3 separate regions of the Zea mays genome follow, and all the other regions are linked to region 3. Evidence: chromatin contacts called from public Hi-C data. All regions are on one chromosome and are shown on one strand. Each heading gives the region's core, a stretch centred on a gene start, on an enhancer-like site or on the middle of the called end of the contact. The rest is flanking DNA. Distances are from core to core; before and after follow the strand shown. Region 1 holds the start of LOC100193441. Region 2 holds the start of LOC103629244. Region 3 holds the start of LOC100281111 (protein kinase).

Region 1 (3,511 bases), core at 406-2,905, 190 kb after region 3:
AACTTGTCTGATTCAAAATTTGTTTCTGGCATTCAGGCCTATCTCAGTGCGATCATCATCTATCTTTACACACATGATTTTCAGCAAGCTCAAAAATGCTACAATGACTGCTTAGAGTAAGTTGTACATTGGTGGATTTTGTATAACAATATTTGTGCCATGTGCTATTTTGCCCCCATCAAACCATGAAGAGTAAAGTAAAGTCGTTTAATAGGGTTCAAGCCTTCCTCAATAGCGACCAGAATCGATGTGCAATGAAGCTATTGTCTGCTTATGAGGAAGATGATGCTAAAGAAATCAAACGCATTGCTCAATCAAGTGCCTTCAATCACCTTGACCATGTGGCAAAATCTCAGGTTGGAGAAAAAATCATGGTTAAAGTAGTGTTCATTTCAATCTCCATGTTGTCTGCGTAAGTGTACAACATTTCTGGTATCCACCCCATCCTCATCACACGCAAGTTCATACGTCCCTAATTACATAAATACTATTTTTTGAATGTCAGCTTCAATTTAAATGCAGAGAATGATAGGTCGAAGTAATATCTTTGTGATAATCTGGTTCCAGTTAATGAATTTGTAAGATCTCATATTTGTAGTTTCTAAAAGTTTTGTTCAGCAATCTCTGGTCCTTGCATGAAAAGTGAATTAGCATCAAGTTTTGATCAGTTTTGTGTTTCTCTTACAATGTTTGGAATTGTGATTCTAAAATATAGAGCTTGGGCCCTTGGCAAATAATAGTTTGGTAAGTGCGCAGTCTACAACTTAGCCTTATACTTCTGATTTTGTTTGCATATTGTTTCCGAAATGGGAAAAGAAAGGCCAAAGGTTATCTAATGCAGCAGCCTTATACGAGTCATTCAAAGCTTAGGAAGAAGACTCCAGGAGCAGCTTTAAGAAACAAGAAAGAAATTATCAGTGTCGTGTGCCAGTCATCAGACAACTTTTTTGACCGCCAACTCCAAGCGATCTGACAGATTATTGTATAATTGCGCCGTTGGAATTGTGTCTATGGTCTGTAGCCTGTTCGGCGTGACTCAAAATATAAACCTTTGGATATACATGCAACAGTCTTCAAGCTGTTATGTAGTAGTTCAATTGTTTTGTTCATTATGGCTTATCAAAACAAGATCTAAATTTTATCTGTTATTAAACTTCAGAACATGTGTATATATAGTTGTTTTGGCTAAACATTATCACCATGATTTTATTATACTTCTTTATACTGCTGAGATTGTGCATTTTGCCCGAATTTCAGATAAAACTTCTTGTAGATAACTGTTCTAATCTTGTGAGGATGCTAATATTTATATTTAACATTGTCATTATTTTTAATTTGATGAAAGTGCGTTCTATTTTTATGTTTGCAAGGTATGTAAACATTTCCTTTAGTGATATTAACAAAAATATAGAATAACAATTAGTGTTTTTGTATATCAATACATTTTTATCATATCAATTTCATAGTAACGCACAGACCTATACCTAGTAAATATATATGTTAGCTGGCTCTCTCGTAAGGTTATGATATAAATGGAGCGGATCTGCCCCGCGGGCCGCTGGGGCATGGCCGGGTCGTGGCCCATATAGCGGTATTTGGTTTGGGCCAGGATATTCACATTCGCGTTTGGGGAGCTGGCGAGACCGTGAGGGCGAGGCTGCGCCTGCGCGCGAGCGAGCGGTGGCCGAGGGGCTGTGCGGCGGCGGGCAGCCGGCTGGGGCACTCGCGTAGGTGCATGTAGTACTCGCGCAGCGGCTCAGGCACGCACGGGGCTTGCTTTGGCGGTGCTGCTGCTAGGCGCTCGACGCCGGCGGCTCGTCACCTCGGCGGTGCGCTGGTGCTGGCGTGCTGCTGCTAGGCGCTAGCAGGGGCGCGAGGGTGCTGTGTTGCTGCTCGGCGCCTTAGAGATTGAAGTGACTCAGGTGAGGAACAGAGGATTAAGGTGAGGACTTTGTTTTGTATTGTACATTTGACACATTATGTTTTGTATCGTGTATATTTGTAGTTTTGCCATATTGAAATCGGCCCGGGGCGCTATTAAATCCTAGATCGGCCATAGGGCTTCTTACGCCGTTGTTGATGCTAAGGCGATGCTCTATGGCCAGTGGCTAGGCGAGGCCTGTTGCATCTTGCTCGTGTAAGCAAGCTGTTTGATGTAATACCTCAACGCATCTTCCTATTTGAACTGCATTCAGTTTCTTGCGTACCTGATGCCAGAGTTCATCAAGGGAACTTTGATGATCTTATCTTGCTTGCTAGTTTCATAGCACAAATGGATTTTCAGGCTTTAGATTCCTGCCAGTTTACATGCTCAAATTATTGTACTAAAGGCTGTAGCCATTTTGCTGTGCTCTTGTATTAGCACAATTATCCTTAAAAGATTGTTTTCTCTCCTCCCCCCTCAATCCTGCATTGTTTTGGTAACATGGTGCTACTCCGTTCACAGGTCAGACTAGCTAACATCAGAATGCCTCCTCCTGACCTCCTCCATCTCATCCACCTTCAGCTGCTCTATTTCTGCATTGTTGACGTGAGAGTTGGTCGACAGACTCTGATGCATTTGCCTTGCTATCATTATAGTTGTAGGTATGCAATGCAGACCTGTGGCGGGTCACATATAAAGAAGCAATGTTTTCCTCAATCCAAATATTTTTAGTTCATGTATTCTAAAACATGCCTTAAAATTCGGTACAACTGTTCATAATGGAAGCTGATACTCAGATACACAAGGGTGCTCCCCCCGATTTACTAATAACATAGAAAATACATGTAGTTCTTTCTGCGTCTGACAAGCACAGCTAAAGTTACATATAAACTAGGGACACATCTAATGCTTGGATGGAATTTCTGAGAAGATAGCATGAATCCGAGATATTCATATAGCAGCCAAAGTAACTTTTGAGGACAAATGTGCTTTCTTCCCAAAGGTGAACTTAGCAGTCAGAGCAGCAGCCTGTGGGCTGTTCCAAGGCCATGCATCGTTCAAGCAAGCAGATCATTAGCTAGTTTTGCTGTCATTTTACAGTTTTCGGTTGGCATTATTTTCTTCTCTATTTTATCAGCAGCTTCATCCTGACCTGGGTGCAAAGGGTTTAGTCGCTGGCATACTCACTGATGACATTTTAGTTGCTCCTTTGTTGTCGACAGATTAATTCAGCACGGTGCCCCCTACTAACTTGCTATCAGATCCAAGTCGCTGCAGAAGGGAGCAAACAAAGGGAGATGAAGCTCAGAGTCGTGTGCAGGAAGCTGTATGACTATGTGCGGTATGACCTCAAGGAGATAGCCTTCCCGTCGTCACTGCCGGACCCTCCTCACATCAAGAAGCGGCCCAAGCTCTCATGGCATGAACGCTGGTGCATCCTCAAGGAGGCCACCCGGCTGTACGGCGCGTCATGGGTCCGGGACATCGGCCCTGAGCTGAGGCCCAACGACTACAAGAAGGCAGCCGAGGACGTGGAGGAGCAGTCGTCCAATGGCAGCCACCCCAGCTCTGGTAGTGACAGGAAGG
Region 2 (3,384 bases), core at 279-2,778, 170 kb after region 3:
AGCAGCCGCCATGGATGCAGGGACGCAGTCCGCGCGCCAGAAGAAGCCGCTCGGCTGGGCGCGGTCCGAGCAGAGGAGCAGGGGCGCGGCTGGGGAGAGCGCCATGGGAGAAGGGGAGGGAGAGAGAGAAGCGTGCGGGGACTGCTCGGCGAGCTGCGCGCAGGGAAGAGAAGAACAGGGCGCGCGACGCTGGAGATAGCAGAGGGAAACTGCTCGCGTGTTCCAGGGAAGAAGACGCACGATGGAGAAGATAAAGACGCAAGGAAACAGCGGTGGAGAGAAGATAGGAATGTAGGATATTTTCTCTTCTTTTTCTTTTTACTCTCTTTAACCTAAAAATCACAGATATTTTGGATCGGGATTTTTAGTGCTGTGTACAGACCGACACGCTACACGAATACACATTTCATTCTCCGGATTTGGCGAATCAAATTGTTTAACAATTGCTTATATCCAAAAACTTGGATCCGGACGAGAAACCATAGACCGAAATAAACTAATTTCGGCTTCATTATTTCAATTTACGACTGATTTCATTGAAGTCGAACCGATTAGCAATTATTTGAGTTCGGCTCTAATTATCTTTATCTGTTTTAAATGATTTACTACTAAATACTCATGATTATCAACCTCGTGCAAGATTTCTCTCAAATAGCGCGCGATCCAATTTATTTTGCACTGAGTATTTTAGTCGTTGAGTTATAATAAATTTATTTAAGACACGGATCGCACTGGTAGATCGAGCTTCCAAGTTCGTATTTGCGCGAGCGATGTATTTTAAATAATCACCGGACGCACCGATTTTCGGAACAACGATGTTCCGAACATCACGAAAATTTAGGAAGAACCCGGATAGATAGAAATAAAAACCATGTCGTACTCGCGACACACGAAACAGATGCGATATTAAAATCGCGATAGGCGAAGATGATTAAATTTTAGCATCTGTTTCATTCACTGATATTACATGTTTAAATCCATACTCGTTATCGAGCGGAATATAAACACCTGGAATGTTACAGTCCATGCGCATGCCAATCCAAGGACGAAGAGCACCAACGGCAAGCGCCCAGATGACGGCCGAAGCGGCGGCCGACGGCATAGCCGCCGCCACCTTCCAGGCGAAGGCCACGGTGAGCAGCCACACAGCGCCTCGCCCGCGCTCTGGCTGGGACCCGGGCGCCGCGCGCTCGTAGTCACGGAGGCAGCGGAAAAGGAGTAGCAGAGCGGCGTACGAGCCTGTTACCAGTAGGATGGAGACGAGGTCGCCCCACACGCGGTAGATGGCGACCCTGGAGTTGAGGGTCAAGAAGCCGAGGCCGGCTGTGGTGGCCCAGGTCGGAGGGAGGTTGGCGTTGTCGGCCATGGATGGTGGAGGTGCGCGTGGGGGCAGAGGCAGAGGGCGCTGACGTAGTGACGCCGCCGACACGCCTTTTCTCTCGAGTCTTCAAGTCTAGGAGCGACGGGTCAAGGACTCAAGGCTCACAACTTCACATGCTCTATATGAAAGGCGAACGTGTGGGCGCCAATTTTCTGGGCTTTGTTTTTCACGAAGAACACACTTGCGTTTGTGGACGGGAATTTATCCCGTGACAATCAGGAAAGCACAGAAAATGGTAACCTCCGGTTCGGTTTTTGACCCCTAAAAGATTGTATGATACAATTCTAAGATTCTGATCATAAATACAACTAAAACATAATATGTATGAAGAGTCATCAAGAGTCTGCCTCCTGTTTTTTATTCACATAGTTTATTAGAGACCTTTAAAAGACTATATTAAATAAGGTTATGTATGCCCTAAGTTCTTAATTAATAGTTCTTAATTAATGCATGCATGTGGTTTTATGTCATTGAAATTTAACTACAGCGCTGAGCGTAGTCTATTGGCTCATGTATTATACTATGGAAACAAAAAACTACACGGTTGTTCAATTTAAAGGGTAAATGTAAGAAAGGGACACCACTATACATGTTCAAACAGTGCAGGTCAACTGCTAACGGTCCATGCTATGTGTTACAAGGAAATTGGAGGATTTGACGGAGAAAAAAACACCTAGAGCTGGTTTGGTGACAAGATAATTAAAGAGTATTGCATGAGAAGAAATTTCTTGATATTCATTGAATAGCAAGTGGGCACCTGTGCTATCACGGTTTTACCTTTGTTTAGAAATAAACAATAATTATATTAAAAATAGTGTTTAGAAATAAACAATAATTATATTAAAAATAGTGAAGAGTGAGCACTTAACCCATGCCTCTCTGCTCCAAAAATTTAGGGCTAACCACCAAACCACATATACCTTAGTGTTTACATATAAAAATAATTATATTTGAATAAATATCCCAATACCTATCCATATGATATATAAAAACCGTAGCAAAGCACGATAGTCAACATATTAATTATAATGATAATGTATGACAATACACAATGTTATAGACATACAATATATTTTTTAAAAAATATTATTATACATGTTAGCTCGTGTGACCCACCATTAAGGGCAGATCTCATTGCCATATGGCTTTCATATTTGACATCACTCTTATAAAAAACCCTTATATTTCTTTGTAATCATCCCACTGTACAAGTGTCTCCATCCTAATAATTCACAATGCTCTATCCATCACTGTGCCTCACCCTCTCGCAGAATCGAAGCCGCAACCTATCCTCTCTCCCCCTCTTGGACCTTGTTTGGATACTCTCATATTTACCATAATCCACATATATTGAAGTGGATTAGGTTATAATTTAGTTTAAGTTACACCTTAATTCAGCTCAATACACATGAATTGAGCTGAATGCGAGAGTATCCAAACAAGCCCTCAATGGAAACGCCTCCCCATCTCCTCCATCTCTTCGCCTTGCTCTCTGGCTCTTGGTCCCCTGCTCCCCCAGCACAAAAAACTGATAAATGTATGTTGGTTTATTATTTACATCGGTCATAAAAAGAAATCAACATAGATTATCTACTTTATGCCGGTAAAAAAAGATTGACGTAAATAAACTAATTATTTACATGGGTTCGTAGGTAGCTAAAGTAAATAAGTTTATTTATATTGGCTTGTTTGAAACTTTTATTTAGCCGATGTAAATTAGGGTTTGTTTGTTTGAGATTATAATATGCTCCGATTCTAACTTATTTTAAAACACAAAACCGGATCATGCGCACTCTCTCTCACTCCCTTTCTCAGATTTAGATCCACCATCGTTGTAGCCACCACCGTCCACCGCTGGCTGCTCCCACCCGCCATCGTCTGCTCTGACCCTCCCCTATGCGGCCGCATGGGAAAGAAGAGTGGGTGGTCTCGCCCTCCCCTCCGTCGCTCACTGCTTCCCTCCCGCTGTTGCATGCTCCGACTCTCCCCCAGGCGGCCCTGCC
Region 3 (3,229 bases), core at 101-2,600:
GGAGGCTTCTGCGACTGTGCCTCTAGCTACGTATTTATAAAAGACTCCACCCGCTCAGCCGTTGATTGTGGAACGAAGGATTTAGATTTAACTTATGCATTTCCATGGTGGTGGCGAACTGGTGGCGCGCGGCGGTCAACCTAACAAACTTGCGCGCGGCGGTCAACCAAACAAACATGCGCGCATGGTCAGATCGACCTGCAATTAATTTGTCCGTACGTGATCTTGTTCGTTGTATTGGCCTCTAATAATGTCCCTGAGAGTCAACTGCCCCAAATCAGACAGTAGTCGTCGTCGTCGTCGATTCCTAATTAGGTCAACAAAAGCTGCACCGACCTTTTGCGATACTAGTCTCAATCATTTAATTTTAACCTGGTCTAAAATCATATGGGCCGGGTGCATATATACTAGCTAGCTCTATGTGTGCTGTGCCAGGTTAAGAGACCTATACATACATGCTACAGTTAGCGTTACAGTTTAGCAGAGGGTGACGACGGCGGCGTTACAGTTCAGCATGGAGACGACGATGTTGCAGGTTCTCCCTGCTCTAGCTAGAACGTAGGTAGGACTAGTATGTAGCTAGCACTGCTTGCCATGCATGTGTTGAGTACGTAGAAATATCGAAAGATTGCACGTTAAGATTGCTTAGCTTATGACTAATTCCGATCAAGAGTCGTCTAAGACTAAGAGTGTATATTGTCAACAAGCTTGCTTGTGGGATGCCTGCGTTCAGAGGAAAAAAGCGTGCAGCAGAACAGGTCATCTGCTGATCCATTCATTCATCTCGATGGTCGTCGATGCATGAATACAGAAACAGAAATGATCAATGAGCAGGCCGGGTCTCTTTTTGGAGCTCTAGTCGTCTGCCCAAGCAAGCTGCGGGGCATGCAGGCGACTCGTCTTCCTTCTCTAGCTAGAAATTAAACTGGAGCAGCTAGGTAGCTATGGGACATGCATATCCTCATCCTCTAGTTGATCGATTGGCATTTTATCTCCACCACAACGTTGCCCTGCATATGCGCCATGTGCTGTGCTCCACACACAAGGCCAAATGGCCCCAAAAGCTCCATTCGTCGGTCTCCACTAGGAACAGTACCGGGCCCATATATTGCATGTGCATCCCATCACCACCCCCCCAAATGCATCCATGATCCACACGCACACGCCCATTATTCTCGTCGTCTCTCGCCGCAGCCACACATATCCAGTCAACTACGGCCGGCTGGCTGCGCCAAGCCGCCAATCGCTAGCTAGCTGGTCCTCTTCTCGATCGACATGCTCCATAACTTAGTCAACGTACTCCATGGCCCCATCCCCATATATACGTGCATGCAAGCCGAGAGGTTCCTCAGTCGACGCGACGCTCGACGGCACGGCAGCAGAGAAAGCCAACAGCATGGCTCCACCACCATGGCCGGTCGTAGCGCTGCTGCTCTGCGCCGCGCTAGCGTTCGCGGCGCGGCCGAGCTCGGCCGTGGACCCGGTGGGCACGTACTGCGCCAAGAACTTCACGGGCGCGCAGACGCAGGCGAGCATCGCCCAGGTCCTGGCCGCGCTGGTCCCGCGCGCCTCCGCGGCCTACTACGCCACGGCGACGGCCGCCGGCGGCGGCGGCTCGGCCACCATCTGGGGCCTGGCGCAGTGCCGCGGCGACGTCCCGGCGTCCGACTGCGCGCTCTGCGTGGCGGCGGCGGCGCGGCAGGCGGCGGCGTCGTGCCGGGGCCAGGCGGACGCGCGGGTCTGGTACGACTACTGCTTCCTCCGCTACGACGACGCCGACTTCCTGGGCCTGCCGGACACCGGGTACGCGCTCATCCTCATCAACACCATGAACGCCACCGACCCGGCCGCGTTCGACCGCGCCGAGCGCAGGCTCATGGCGCGCGTCGCTGCCGACGCCGCCAGCGCCGGGCTGGCCAGGGAGACGGCCAGGTTCGGCTCCGACGGGACCACCATCTACGGCCTCGGCTGGTGCACCAGGGACATCACCGCCGCCGACTGCGGCCTCTGCGTCGCGCAGGCCGTCGCCGAGCTCCCCAACTACTGCCGCTTCCGAAGGGGCTGCCGCGTGCTCTACAGCAGCTGCATGGCTCGCTACGAGACCTACCCTTTCTTCTTCCCGGTCACCGGCGCCGGCGCCGGCGCCGGCGCTGACGCCTCCTCCTCCCACGCCGGCGAGTACGAGACTGTCGTCTTGACGAACCACAAATAGCAGTTCCAACTCTCAAGCTAGCTAGTAGTGTACGATTACGCTTCCTGTTTGTTAATCGCGCGCGGTAAATCAATCGTGCAATAGCTATATGTCACCTATTATTTGTTGCACTTATGATGATAAATGTAGAGTAAATAAATATGGATGCTTGCTTGTTGCATCGCATGCAGAACTGTACTAATACAATATATATATAGATGATGGAAATTGTTGCTGAAATTTAATCAATTAAATGCAAGAATCTTCAAATCTTCATGTGCTTCACAATTACAGCATGGACTAGAGATGGACATAGCTGCTCTGGCGGTCAAACTAATTACAGCATGGATCGGACGCGAAATGCGCCCTGCGCTACCGGAATTTCTCTTTTTGCCGAGTACCAAATATTTTATCGAGTGTTTTTTTCGAGCACTCGGCAAAGAAGCTCTTTGCGGAGTGCCACGAAAAACCTCTCGGTAAAATAAAACACTCGGTGAAGAAGCTCTTTATCAAAGAGTTTCTTTGCCGAGTGTTTTTTTGACACTCGGCAAAGAACTTCTTTGCCGAGTGTCAAAAATATAACACTCGGTAAAGAGCTCTTTGTCAAGTGCTTTTTTTCCAACACTAGGCAAAGACAATTTAAAAATCATATTTTAAAGCAGTAAATTAATTCAAATGAAAAAGTTTTCAACTACAAATTTGTATAACTTATCATGATGTACATTTTATATTTTGAACATTTCTTTATATAACAAACTAAAAATAAATTTGTTCATAAAACCTATATCTCTCTTTATGAAACTACAAGAGAGATGTATATAATTTATGCATATTATTAGAATCATCATTTGAGATGAACAAATGATCAAACAACCAAAATAAACTTTGTAGATCTTGAGAAGTTATAGAAGTTTGTAGTTGACAACCTTTTAATTTGAAGTCATATTGTCAACAAAAACTTGAATTTTGAAAACGACTTTGAAAGAAAAAACCACCAACATGAAAGTTGTAGGTATTGAAGAGTTATGAAACTTTGTA

What was found. A called contact is a pair of places that touch in the nucleus more often than the background predicts.
Region 1: a contact with region 3 is called in a Hi-C map of ear, with 3 times the contacts expected there. The contact joins the promoter of LOC100193441 here to the promoter of LOC100281111 in region 3. A contact is called at or near these places in 4 of 25 Hi-C or Micro-C datasets (ear, leaf and tassel).
Region 2: a contact with region 3 is called in a Hi-C map of leaf mesophyll, with 2.1 times the contacts expected there. The contact joins the promoter of LOC103629244 here to the promoter of LOC100281111 in region 3. A contact is called at or near these places in 5 of 25 Hi-C or Micro-C datasets (bundle sheath, leaf and leaf mesophyll).

What each region holds. Positions count from the first base shown.
Region 1 is chr6:44,621,519-44,625,029 of Zm-B73-REFERENCE-NAM-5.0, forward strand. It overlaps LOC100193441, which reads left to right and starts at 1,656. Exons shown (of 2, transcript NM_001138560.1): 1 at 1,656-1,922; 2 at 3,127-3,511. The coding sequence starts at 3,223. It overlaps LOC118472177 (a long non-coding RNA gene), which reads left to right. Exons shown (of 3, transcript XR_004850118.1): 2 at 37-116; 3 at 215-1,107.
Region 2 is chr6:44,602,941-44,606,324 of Zm-B73-REFERENCE-NAM-5.0, forward strand. It overlaps LOC103629244, which reads right to left and starts at 1,529. Exons shown (of 1, transcript XM_008650415.3): 1 at 907-1,529. The coding sequence starts at 1,366. The coding sequence ends at 932.
Region 3 is chr6:44,436,348-44,439,576 of Zm-B73-REFERENCE-NAM-5.0, forward strand. It overlaps LOC100281111 (protein kinase), which reads left to right and starts at 1,351. Exons shown (of 1, transcript NM_001154030.1): 1 at 1,351-2,431. The coding sequence starts at 1,397. The coding sequence ends at 2,212.